Linked DNA regions of Sus scrofa: region 1 is linked to region 2. The links are chromatin contacts, called in public HiChIP or PLAC-seq maps. All regions are on one chromosome and are shown on one strand. Each heading gives the region's core, a stretch centred on a gene start, on an enhancer-like site or on the middle of the called end of the contact. The rest is flanking DNA. Distances are from core to core; before and after follow the strand shown. Region 1 overlaps ATP2B4 (plasma membrane calcium-transporting ATPase 4). Region 2 has its middle 13 kb from the start of BTG2.

Evidence for each region. HiChIP or PLAC-seq counts read pairs in DNA pulled down with a chosen protein or histone mark.
Region 1: a contact with region 2 is called in an H3K27ac HiChIP or PLAC-seq map of alveolar macrophages. The contact joins two enhancer-like sites. A contact is called at or near these places in 1 of 47 Hi-C or Micro-C datasets (skeletal muscle) and 2 of 2 datasets of contacts at active chromatin or transcription factors (alveolar macrophages and skeletal muscle).

The regions. Positions count from the first base shown.
Region 1 is chr9:64,356,045-64,362,729 of Sscrofa11.1, forward strand. All of the region lies in intron 1 of ATP2B4 (plasma membrane calcium-transporting ATPase 4), which reads left to right. Among named protein-coding and RNA genes, the nearest start is that of ATP2B4, 23 kb to the left of the region's middle. Within about 2 kb of position 3,462, at least 70 of the 83 cell types and tissues checked have an H3K27ac peak or open chromatin away from gene starts, as enhancers often do. A contact at or near this core is called in alveolar macrophages and skeletal muscle, where this site is marked.
Region 2 is chr9:64,017,264-64,023,864 of Sscrofa11.1, forward strand. No RefSeq gene overlaps it. Among named protein-coding and RNA genes, the nearest start is that of BTG2, 13 kb to the right of the region's middle. Within about 2 kb of position 3,543, at least 77 of the 83 cell types and tissues checked have an H3K27ac peak or open chromatin away from gene starts, as enhancers often do. A contact at or near this core is called in alveolar macrophages and skeletal muscle, where this site is marked.

The DNA of each region.
Region 1 (6,685 bases), core at 2,212-4,711, 340 kb after region 2:
AGGATAAAATATACTCAGTCCCTTTGGCACATACAAACATTTAAGACATGAAGGCAGGAAAGCCACTTGGTTCCTGCCAACCAGAGGCTAGTGTGAGAGCACAAACCCAGCCGGTGGAGCCAGCCTCTCTGCCACTAATGAGTAAGTCCACTCACAGCTTTATAGGGGGCTTGATTTAGGGTGTTCCACATCTTCCTCCAGAAAGCCTGGCCCTCGGCTGGGTCTGTGTAAAAGCCACTCTGCATTTGTAACTCTCACTTCAAACACAGTTGGCCTACACCTTCATGTGGCATCCAGACACACTGAGGGAGGGAAGGAAGTTTCAAAGGCAATTCAAGAGTTCCAAGCTTTCTCTCCTCTCTGATCTCTTCATGCTGGGTTCAGACCCCTGTGCCCTACCCAGGCTGGCTCCAGACTGTCAACTCTCAAGGGCAAGCTGGAGAAAGGGCCTTCCAAAGACACCGAGTCAGTATCTTTATTTCACTTCTGAAATCACATCGACTTTCGCTTCTGGTTGCCTATTGTCTTTGCTTTTTAGGGCCATATTCACGGCATATGCAAGCTCCCAGGCTAGGGGCTGAACTGGAGCTACAGCTGCCAGCCTACACCACAGCCACAGCAACAAGATCTGAACCTGCACCATGGCTCACAGCAACGCCAGATCTCTGACCCACTGAGCGAGGCCAAGGATTGAACCTGCATCCTCATGGTTACTAGTCAGATTCATTTCTTTTTTTTTTTTTTTGGTCTTTCTGCCATTTCTTGGGCCTGCACTGTGTTTTTAAAGAAAAGAAAGTTTAAAAAAAATCCTCAGGAATAGATTGGGCGGGGGATGGACAGAGAGAAAGGAGTTAGGAAGAACAAGAGGCTGTCACTATCTGGAAGAGAATTAGCAAATGTAGGTCTGGGGACAAAGACAGGATCTAGTGTATATGATGGAGAGTGTTCCTGTGCTTTTGGTAGGCAACTCAACACTCCTCTTCAGTTGGGATGCTTTGGAATGACCCTGAGATGCCAGCCTCTTAGAGGCTGCACCAACCAGCACTTATAAATCCGAGAGTGACAGAGTTTTGGTGACCTCCATGACAGATATAGGCTTATCCAAAGAATGTTGGCACATATTGAATGCAGGCTCAAGGGCTGGGACATGAAGTCTTGGGCTCATCCATGAGCTGGTATCACCTGTGTGACTCTGAGGAAGCCTTCCACTACTCTGTCCCTTGGACCACAGGCAGGGTTCACCCTTATACCTGCTTCTTCCCTAGGGAGTTTCCACCCCTGTATCTTTCTCCCTCCTAGGCTGTCTTAGGGAGATAGGTGAGAAAAATGAAGGGAGATGCTTTGGTTTCCATTATGAAGACAGAGGAATCTTCATTATTATCCTAGTTACTCCAGAATCTCCTGCCATAACACAGGAAGATCACAGACTGGGTGTTATTGTTGCACATGTCACTCAACTGCTGAACTTCATTCAACCTTTCATTCTCCTTAAAATATCAGGTAATATAATTCTGAGTACCTTACAGGGCATAATGGATGTGAAAGTACTTTGTACAACACAGAACACCTACAAATATAGATTATTAATTTTTTTTAATATTTTTGGTTGGTTGGTTTTCTTCTTTTTTTTTTTTGGTCTTTTCTAGGACCACACCCACGGCATATGGAGGTTCCCAGGCTAGGGGTCGAATTGGAGCTACAGCTGCTGGCCACAGCCACAGCCACAGCAACGCTAGATCTGAGTTGTGCCTGCGACCTACACCACAGCTCACGGCAACGCCTGGATCCTTAACCCACTGATCGAGGCCAGGGATTGAACCCGAAACCTCATGGTTACTAGTCGGGTTCGTTCACCACTGAGCCACAATGGGAACTCCATAAATATATAGATTATGACTTACAAAGCCCTTCTTCCTGACTCCTCTGAGGTTTGGAAGGCCCTTTCTCCAGCTCATCTAAAATCTGAGCCCTCTTTCTTGGGTAGGGTGAGTTCTCACCATGCTGTAGATGGAGGGTGAGTCCCAGAAAGTGAGTGACTTTCTCAAAGTGGGTGAAAGGGTTGGGGCTCTCGCAGCATTAAAATGAGCCTTTTAACTGAGTTTTCTGCTCTTGACTGTGCTACTGGCTATAGCAGCATGACCTTGAGCAAGACCCTTAACCTCTGAACCTGTTTCCTCATCGGTTATGTGTTTCTAACCATGAGGATTGTTAACAGATAGTCTAGGGGGAGGATGTGGAATCTAAATGGAAGTGTTCAGAGAAGTTAAAAGCACTATACTTGTGCGCAAGGACGCTGTTACAGCTCAGAGGTGTTCCTGAAGATGTTGAGATGAGCCGGTGTTTGATCAGACTAAAAAGTCCTAGAATCAATCCTATTCTGTCAGAATGGTAGGGGCAGTAATTCAACCCCCTTAATTTTACACACCAGAAAAATTAAGTCGCAGGAATCCACATGGTCTCCACTTGTACCCTGACCAGGTCACACTCTCTACTCCAGAGCTCAGGTCGATGGGGTGCCCTCCAATTTACTTCTCCCTCATCCCAGTGCTGCTGAGTGAGGACTAATGACATGGTTGGCTCTGTTTATACTGTAATGTCCTGTGCCAAAGCCTCTCAGATTTGCCACGACCTTCTGTGAGGGGTCTTTCATGCTATCCTCTCAGAATCACCCCAGTTTTTGCCATGCCTCCGACATCATGCATCCACTGATAATCCGCATTCGTGAAGTGGGCGCGCTGGGCACAGTAGGGAGCTAGCTCGGCCCTGCGCCCATCCGCCCATCGGTGGAGACTCAGGACAGCGCTCTACGAGGAAACCTGTGTGGAGCGGCCGGCTGTGAGTTGCAGCCACAGAGATGAGCTCTCGGAGTGTGTAGGGAGGGCAGGTGAAGGGCGGGGTGACAGCTGGAAGGGCTCCCGAGGCCTCCCAAGGCTGAAGGGTGGAGATTCCTTCCCGGGGTGTGGCGCGGGGAGGACGAGGGTCCTGGGGGAGGACTGGGGACTGCCGGGCCTGCCGGCGCGGTGAGTCACTGCCCATTCTGAGCAATCGCGGGCTGTGGGGTGGAGCCGCCCGCCTTCTCCCAGGCTTTCGTGCGGAGCCAGACTTAGAAAGGCCAAGGCTTTTGCCGCCCCAGCTCTTCCCGGCCGGGGCCGGGACTGGGACGCGCTGGGAGCCGAGCTGTGCCGACACGTCGGAACCCGGCCGGCCCGGGGCGAGGGCGAGGGTGCGGAGCCGGGCAGCCAGGCGAGCGGAAGGGGAGGCCACGGTGCGCGGCCCAGCTGCCACCCCCGGGCTCCGCCCGCCTGCTCACCGAGCAGAGGCCCGCGCGGCATTGGGAGGGGGCTGGGCAGCTGGTCGCCCGCCTCCTGAGCCCACTGCCTGGAGCTCCCTGTCAGGGCGCGGTTGGTGGCAACGAGTGGATCCAGGAAGTCTCAGCGGGAAGGGGTTGGGGTTCTCCTCGACCTGTTTTACTTTGGATCCAAAAGGAGACTGGCGCTTGGGCCCGTGCCCCATTTGCTGAGAGCCTCCCTCCATGGTGAAATGAAATGCTTCTCCCCACCCAAAGCCTGGGACTCATCCCAGCATCTTCTCCCTCCCACCTTCCTTCTGTGCCCCTCCTGCCTTCTGGCTCTCTGGTCTCCAGAAGAACAATGCAGATCAACCCCCCTGCCCTGCTTCCCTTTACTTTCACTTCTCCCCGCCCTCTCACCCCCCAGATCAGACCCTCTAAGGTATTTGATATATTAGCATTTAATATGGTCAAATGCACGTATTGACTAGGTTGTAACATGACAATTTTAGACCATGAAATTGACAACAGAAGTTCTCATCTAAAAGAGAGTCTTGCTAACTTTTGGTAGTTCCATGACTGTCTTTGATCATGAGAATTGAAAAAATGTTGCTGGCAGAAATAGTAGAAACCTATTTTTCTCTTCTTTCATCCCTAGCACTCTCTTTTTCTTGCTTTGATTTCTCAGGTGCACAAAAAAAGGATAGTTCATGGTACATTTTCTTCACTGGTTTATGAAGAAACCTCTCTTTTGCTGCTAATTTATATAGCTTATTTATGTATTTTAATAACCTGTTCAAGACTCCTGAACTCACCACCCAATCAAAAAATGAGATCTACCGTATTTTGCATTCATCTCTAAGCCTTTTCTATCCTATCCCCCACCTCTTCACCCAACCCAACCACTATCTGGTTACGACTGTTTTGATAAACATATGTATGCCTAAACAAATATATTATTTAATCTTACTTTATAGTCTTTATTAAATTATTAAAAATTTATACTGTGTACAGTCTTCTAGACTTGCTTGTTTTCTTTCAATATTATAACACTAAGATTTGTCCCTGTTGAGTATAGCTGTAGTTCATTCATTTTCACTGTTATATTCTATTAGTGAAGCTATCACCCCTTTTCGCCATAATGAACAGTACTGCCACAAACTTTCCTATTCATGTTTCCTGTGCAAGTCTCTCTTAGGTGTAGATCTCAGAAGCGAATTGCTAGATCTTGGTATGGGAATATTCAGTTTTACAAAATAATTACAGATTGTTTCTTGATATGTTTTTAATGGTTTTGCCCCTACCAGCAAAGTGTATGAGATGCTGTTGGTCCATGTCCTCTCAAGTACCTGGTATCATCAGACTTTAAAACTTTTGCCAACTGAATGCTATAAATAGTATCTTGTAGTGGTCTTGATTTGCATTTCTCTGATTACCAATGAAGTTGAACAGCAGAAATAATACTTCACAGATGAGATTCAAAAATTGCAGACATTGGAGTCAATTGGATATAGAAAAATTTTAAATATATTTAATATATTAAAAGAAATAGGAGGGTATTGAAAGAATGGTGCAGGGACAGGAAACTCGACTGACCAAGAAGATATCCAAAGAGAAATTCTAAAAATGAAAAAAGAAAAAAAATAAAGGGAATTAAAATTTTCATGATTAGGTTAAAATAATAGTTTATAGCTAAAGATAAAATCAGGAGTTGTAAGATATTTCTGAGGAATCTATATAGACAACGGAAGGTGGAGGAGGTAAAGATGGAAAAAGTTATTGAGGCATAGAAAGTAGAGCAGAGATGGACAAATTTTCTATAAAGGGCCAGATAGTAAATATTGCAGGCTTTGTGGCCCAGATGGTCTTTGTCATAACTACTTGACTCTGATGTTAGAACATGAAAGCAGCCACAAACCATATATAAATGAATGGATATGTCTGTGTGCCCATAAAACTGTATTTACAAAAACAGGCAGCAGGCCAGATTTGGCCCAGGTTATGTAGTTTGCCCACCTTGGGAAGAGACTAAAAAAATACAGTTAATTAATGCTCCAGAAGGAGATAATAGAAAAGGAGTACAACAGTGTTTAAAAAAGCAGTAGCCAGGAATTGATAAAGTATAATCATTATATTTGTGAGGCCTAATGAATTCCAAGGGAGATAAATAAAATTCGCCATTAGACATACAATAATGAAACTACAAATCATCAGAGATAAATAATTTTAAAGTAACCCCAAAGATAAACATTCAAGGAAATGACAATTAAGACTGGCAACAGACTTCTCAACCTCAACAATAAAAGCCAGAAGATAGTGGAATAATACTTCAATGTGCTGAAGCAGATACCTACTAACAGAATTCTGTCATCAGTGAAAATTTTCTGAGAATGAGGGCAAAATAAGGTCCTTTGTAGACAAACCAAAACAGATTTCTACCAGAAGGCTTTCCACAAAAGCAATTTCTAAGGGAAATAGTTTAAGAAGAAAAGTTACTCAAAAGGAAGATTGGAGAAGGAATGATGAGCAAAGAAAACTGTAAATATGGTGCTAAATTTAAATCTTGATTACAAAGAAAATAAAGATAAAAGCATCTAACCTATAGTGATAAAGTGAAGCTATAATTAAAATTGCCAGTGACAGGAGTTCCCGTTGTGGCTCAGTGGTAACGAATCTGACCAGTATCCGTGAGGATGCGGGTTTGATCCCTGACCCTGATCAGTGGGTGAAGGATCCAGCATTGCCTGAGCTGTGGTGTAGGTTGCAGACGTGGCTCAGACCTGGCATTGCTATGGCTATGGCTTAGGCCAGCAGCTACAGCTCCAATTTCACCCCTAGCCTGGGAACTTCCATATGCCAAGGGTGTGGCTCTAAAAAGACAATATACGTGTGTGTGTATGTGTGTGTATACACACTCATACACAAATACATTTCTTTTCTTTTCTTTCTTTTTTTTTTTTTTTTTTTTTTTTGTCTTTTTGCCATTTCTTGGGCCGCTCCCTCGGTATATGGAGATTCCCAGGCTAGGAGTCGAATCGGAGCTGTGGCTGCCGGCCTACGCCAGAGCCACAGCAACACCAGATCCGAGCCTCGTCTGCAACCTACACGATTCCCAGGCTAGGAGTCGAATCGGAACTGTGGCTGCCGGCCTACGCCAGAGCCACAGCCACACCAGATCCAAGCATGTCTGCAACCTACACCACAGCTCACGGCAATGCCAGATCCTTAACTCACTGAGCAAGGCCAGGGATCGAACCAGCAACCTCATGGTTCCTAGTCAGATTCATTAACCACTGAGCCACGACGGGAACTCCACATTCTAGGATTCTTAAGATTTCTAGGCTAACACACAAAAAAACGAGGAATAATGTTAACTTCCAAACTAGTGGAGGGGAG
Region 2 (6,601 bases), core at 2,293-4,792:
CACTGAGCCACAGCAGAAACTCCACACATCTCATGTGACCCCAGTGCCTACTCTCTAGGTAGCTTCCTCACCCTCATTTCTCAGATGAGGGAAACTGAGGCTCACAGAATTTTCTGAGTGGCCAGAAACCCAGGGTTTCTGACACACGGTCTTTCCCTTACACGGCAGTTTGGCCTGGGGAAGTCATGCAAAATCTCACAGAGCAGGAAACCATGACTTCTACAGAGACGGCTTCCTCCCAACCCTGGGCAAGGCCCACGGCTGATGCAAAGTCATGGTGGTAAAAAGGGAGTGTGCAGGGGGCCACGCTGATGAGGACTGGTGGCTGGATAGCGGCAGGAGCAGCCAAGGGTACTAGGGGGCTGAGCTGGACTAGGCTACTCACCCAGGGTGTGGCTCAGTGCCCAAGGAGAACAGTGAGGCTATGACTGGCCTAGGGGCTGCCCTGTGCCCAGGAGCAGGGGGCCTAGCCTGAGGGAGGCCTGACTGTATCCAGGTCTTTGATGACCACGGGTAAAGATAAGATAAAGCCAGTCTCTTATTTTTAAGCCAGTCAAAGAGAGGAGGGCTGTTTTTTGTTTCCAAGAACCAGCAGCGGAAGAGGAAATGGGTTGGGGGGAAGGGGGAGAGGTTAGGGGAGGGGGAGTTGGATTAGAGCTCTAGCTGGAAGGAAGTGGAAAGAGTTGTCAAAGAATTTCCCTGTTAGCCAGAATGTTTGCACTCCTCCTGGTGGGTGTGGGCTCCAGGTACTCAGAGGTTTCTCCCAACCCTGCCTAAAACTAGGCAGCCCAAAAAACTAGTCAGTCACCCTGCATAGATGCAGCTGATGGGGGGGCGGGGGTGATGGGAACAGCAGGAATCCTTGAGTCTGAGCAGTGCCAGGACTTGGCTCCCCTCCTTTGCTCTTTCTGTCCTCCTCTCTTCCCCTTCCTCCCAAAGAGCAGAGCCCGCTTCCCAAATTCTGTTAAGGCCATCACCAGAACAGACAAAAAGGAACTAGCTCTTATTTAGCTCTGAATATATACCCTTCCTAGGCTAGGCACGGTGGTCATGAAATGAAATGAAAAAGGGACATATTTCCCACACTGAGGAGTGGTCCATGAGGCAAAGGAGAGTCACAAGATGAAAGGAAAGCCATCAAGAGAGCTGTAAGCAAAATGCCCTGAAGCTATGAAAAAAAACACTTAGGAGCAGGGAGAGCAATAAGAATTGGCGCTGAGGCTGAGAAAAGAGAATTCACTAAGTGGAGAACTGGTCCATGAGGACAGTTTCAAAGACTTTTCACAAATTTTGATTCCCTTGACTTTCACAAAAGGGGAAAGCAGCCAGAAAGTATTCTCCCCATTTTAGTGATAAGGAAACTGAGGCCTGGGAGAGAGCACAGCCAGGACAGAAACACCTCTCTTTTGCTTCGGCCCTCACTGCCCTTAATCTGGGGCCAGGCTGAGATCTGAACGGAGGAGGAAATGGCAGAGGTGATGAGGTTCTAGAGGCAGAAGAAAACTGAGGGACAGGGGACCCCTAAAGTCAACCCTGGAACATCTGATGAGCCTCACTAACTTTCCATGTGAGGTCCTGGAGAGAACTTCTATTACTGCTACTGCTACTAGCAGTAATAACAGTTACCATTTATTATTTACCTTGTGCCAAATGTATATACAGATTGCAGAAGAGATTAATGCACAAAATGCTTTAGAAACATGATCCCTTTTCATCTTCAAAAGAACCAACAAGATAAATACTTTTATTTCTATTTTCCAAACAAGAAAATTGAGGTTCAGAGAGGTCAGAAAGTTGCCTGAAAACTCCTAGGGAGTGGCAGAGTTGGGATTCCCAAGGCCACACTCTTTGTCTGAGTTCTTTCTCTCCTCTTCTTGGTAAGTTTGGCTAGTGGTTTGTCAATTTTGTTTACCCTTTCAAAGAACCAGCTCTTGGTTTTACTGATTTTTTTCTATTGTTTTTTGAATTTCTATTATACTGATTTTCTCTGATATTTACCCTTCTGCTGACTCTAGGTTTTGTTTGTTCTTCTTTTTCTAATTCTTTTAGATGGTTGGTTAAGTTGTCAATTGGAGATTTTTCTTCTTTTTTGAGGAAAGCCTGTATTGCCAAGACCACACTCTTAGCCACAGTCAGCCCTGCCCAGGTGGGACACCCCGTGCTTTTATTCCTCAATACTTTTATCATCGTCCCGTCCTAGAACACTGGCCCCTGAAGAAGAAAGGCCTCTGTTCTGCATTCTTTTAAATTCCCAGGTTTAAAACCACTTTTACTCCCCACCACTCCCAACCCCCAGCCTAGCTAGGCCTCAGGGGCAAGACAAGGTTCACAGCCAAGGCAAAGTGGCCAGGTCCTAAGCAGATTCCCTGACAAGGGAGAGCCACTATCTGCCCCCCAGACCTGGGATTCCCACTCTTTGACTGGGCCCGGAGCTTGGGGTAGAGTGAGGTTTTCACCCAGGCAGTTCTCCACCAGGGGAAGTAAAGAGAGGAAGTGGGTCTAAAGTAGGGCAGGGAGAGTGGGTGGATGAGAACAGTGGGTGGGAAGGGACAGTTTGGGAGGCCCTGGGGACTTTCCCCTATGCTCCTCCCCCACACAGGGCAGCCAAGCTCCCAACACCCTCCCATCCATCCATGTCCTGTTGCCCTCACACCCTCTGCAAAGTACCCCTTCTTCCTGCGTCTTAGACCTTTTAGTACTCATTTCTCCCCTCGCCCATCCCTACCTCTCAACTCCAGGTGAGAGGAGGCAGGCTATGCACACCTGATCAAGCTGGACTCAGAAATGAGACACCCCCCTCCACCCCCCACACCCATTGGAGGCTCCCATTCATTGGAGGCTCCATGAAGAAGCCTGGTTGAAATGACAGTCCTGGGCTTCTCTGGGGATTTCTTCATTTTCTGTTTCCTGGCCTCTGCCTGGCACTAGACCCCTGACCCTCCTCTTTTAGGCTTCTTCCCCTTCAGCGCCTCGGGGCCCACCTCTTTCTGTTTGACTTGGCTAGGGAAGTGGTGGGAGACGGCTCGGTAAAAACAGAAGCCAGTCCCTTACAGCAGCGCCTCTAGTTAGACTTTCTGTGGCTCTCTGGAAGCACAAGTGCCAAGAGTCTTGTTTGTTTGTTTAACAAAGAAACGTGGAGAGATGTGATTGTTCTCAAACATCCACCAGCCAAGTTCCTCCTCTGTCTCCAACGTAAAAATACACACCATGGCTGTAACGTGAAATGCACATCCTTGACACCCGTGAGATAAAACAGCCAGCAAACACACTTGAACGTCCAAAGATAAGATCGCCCAGAATAGATACCTGCGCCCACACGGGGACAGAAAGCGATCACGCACGCGACCCCCAGTGTTGCACCCGCGTTTACACAAAGAGCGTAAAGGCGAGACAGGGGTGGCCGTCTGGGAAGGGGTTAAGCCGCGGCGGCCCCCGCCCGCCCCCTCTTCCCTCTTCCTTCCCCCACCCGCCCCCCCTTCTCTCCGCCCTCCCTTGCGTCACTTGTTTTCGTGTCACAGGGCCACCCCCTCCCCGCCTGCAGCTGACGTGGCCCTCGGCGCGTCAATACCTACGGGAAGCGATGCCCTTATATGGGCACAGACTCCGGATGGGTCCGCTGGGGCGGGAGGCAGGGCCGCCGACAGCTGCCCGACGTCCTTGGCTGGGCTCTCATCCCACAAATGATTCCCCGGCCCGGCCCGGGCAAAGGTGAGCCAGTTTGGAAAGAAGATGTGGCTTCACCTAAGAGCTGGAGAGCCCAGGTGGGCGGCCCTTCCCAGAGATTATCTCCCTGCATCCTCCCTCTTTGTATCTCTTGAAATGATCAGAGCGAGAGGGAAATGCAGGTGTCTCTTGGCCTTTAATAGATGCACTCAGATGGTCCCTTAATGTTCAGGATCCCTAAAGTCCAAGGCCAGAAGACTGTGATGCCAAGGCCAGTGTGGGTAATAGGAAGGACAGCCTTGCCTCCCCTGGGTGACCTTACAGAAGACTCATAGTTGCTTCCAGCCTGTTTCCTTACCTGTGAAGTCGAGATTTTTACCTTATGGAGTGGCTGTAAGGATCAGATGGGCATTCTACTTGTTGGTGTAAAAAGAGCTTTGTAAGCTGTGCAAAAGTATGGTGGTCGCTTGTCCCCTGGAGAAGCCTGTTCAGGCGCCCCTTCTGGGAAGGGAGCAGCGATATCCAGATGCTAACTTGGCTTCCAGAACCTGCCTGTCTGTGATCTCACTCAGCCACTCTGGGAATGCCCTTTGACCCTGTGGAAAAGCTTAAGCTTTGTAAACAAAGTCATCTGGTGTCTGCCCGCTGCTCTCCCACACTGTGATGGGCTGTTTTGAGGCCCTGCAGTGAGCAAGTGGGCAGCATGCTTGAGATGACCTTTCCAGGTAAACCAGGGAGGGAAACCAGAACTGCCAAAGTCAGTGGGTGTGCAGTCTTGTGAATGCCTTGTACAGTTCTAGACTGTCTTCTGCCCCTGCTAGTAACACCTCCAAACCCAGCTCAGAACTCCCAGCCCCAACAAGCTATTTCCTGCAGGACACCAGCTGACTGCTGGTGCCTCCATTCTAACCCCCTTCATTAGTTTGAGACTGTGTTTTTCCACAGTCATCTGCCCACATTTCTCTGTTTGCTGGCGCTTTGCGTGTGTGTCCCCTGTGGGTGTCCCTCCTCCTCCCCGAAGTTGGAGTTTCCTGAGGGCAGGAACCCTTTCTCCCAAACTCGATGAAGAAGCCCCATTCACCACCCCAGAGGTTGGGCACCAAGTCTTCCTCCTTTGATCACTTTAAGACAAGGAGGACAAAAGGTGTTCAGACCCTGGGGTGAAGTGATTGATTTATGACCCACATATAAATGGCAGTGAGGCCTGGGAGGGTCAGACAAGGCACACCTCCTCAGTACTCACCTCCCTCTCTTTCCCCACTCCCTGGCTCAGCAAGTCCCCATGGAACCCCCTCCCTGCCAAGGAGAACCGTGCTGAGTCGATGAGAAGTGGATTGCACAGTGGGCAGGCAGGTACCTTCCTTTTGGAGGTGGTTGTCCTCATTAGAGGTAATGACGGTAACACCCAAGGCCATGCTCCCAAAGGTGAACTGTGTCAGCGGAGGTCTGCTTAGGGGCTGGCTAAGATTGGTTCAAAGCTTCGTTCTCAGATCTGCTGGAAACCCTATGCCCCTCCTCAGAATATTCGAGATTCTGAGGAGGGATGGTTCTGGCTTTGAGCTCCTCTTTTTCTTAAGTCAGATCAGTTTAGGAATCTACTTGCTGATCCATGAACGCACTTGCTATGTGAGCTGTGAATTTTAGCTCTTTTTCTTACAGATTCATCCTGTTTTCTTTTGAAGAACAATTCAGCTCTTTCTGACCCCTACCTGTGCCACTCTACAACTTCAGTGAGATGGGCCCAAAGCTTCTGTGTGTTTAAGTTCTTAGGCAGAGTCCGTCCTCCTAAGCCAAGCCAGATTGGAGGTGGGTGGTTGGTGATCTTCCTAGACTTACACACGCTTTTTATATTTATTTATTTATTTATTTATTTATTTATTGTCTTTTTAGGGCTGCACCCATGGCATATGGAAGTTCCCAGGCTAGGGGTCAAATTGGAGCTGCAGCTGCTGGCCTACACCACAGCCACGGCAACACCAGACCCAAGCTACATCTGCGATCAACACCATAGCTCATGGCAACACTGGATCTTTAACCCACTGAATGAGGCCAGGGTTTGAACCTGAATCCTCATGGATACTAGTCAGGTTCATTACCACTGTGCCACCATGGGAACTCAACACACGCTTTTTAAATAAGGATGCTTACTTACGGTAGATTCTTCAAAATCCTGGGGAGCAGGAAGTTGTTCTTTTTCTAGGAGCTTACCCATTCCTACTACAGTCATCATCCATTCTGCTCAAATCTGGGGGCTCTACTTTCTCAAATCCCTCTGAAACCTATTTCAAAATATTCCACTCCCCTCAGGAGCTTTCACCTGGGACCCACCTTGCTTCCGCACATCTCTAATGCTAGAGAAATCAGCTGACAACACTGGCAGCCACCTGACTCTTTGACTCAATAGGACTCAACCCCTGGCCTCAAGGGAGTTTCCTGGGCCAAGGGGAAGGGAAAGACGCCCTGAGCCGAGGATAGAAGGAAACATGGAAAGGATGTTGATTGTTATTTTCCCAGCCAGTAACCTGACCTGATTACTCCCACTGTCATTATGGGGTCTCATTAAAGCCCAATTGAGGATCATACTAAGTGCCACTGAGAATAGCTTCAGATTCCTTGGTTCCAAGATGACAACACTGGGATTTCCACAGATTAAGGAAGAGACGAGGTGGATCTCCTGGCCCACACTTTCTTGTTACAAATAAGCAAACTGAGGCTCAGGGAGGTGACTTCCAATCTCGCTACCAGGCTCCCTCCTCTGAACCCGGTGGATCAAGTGCTTGGCCTCCCATGGCTGAGAAATCCCTAGGGCCCAGAGCCAGGAGGCTGGAGTAGGAAACTGCAGTACCCCTTCTCTAGATTCTTCCTTGTATCCCTCTTCCTTGAGTCTGTCTGTCTTTCTCCACAATCAGCCCCCACCCCAAGGGGGTTTCTGGCTGTC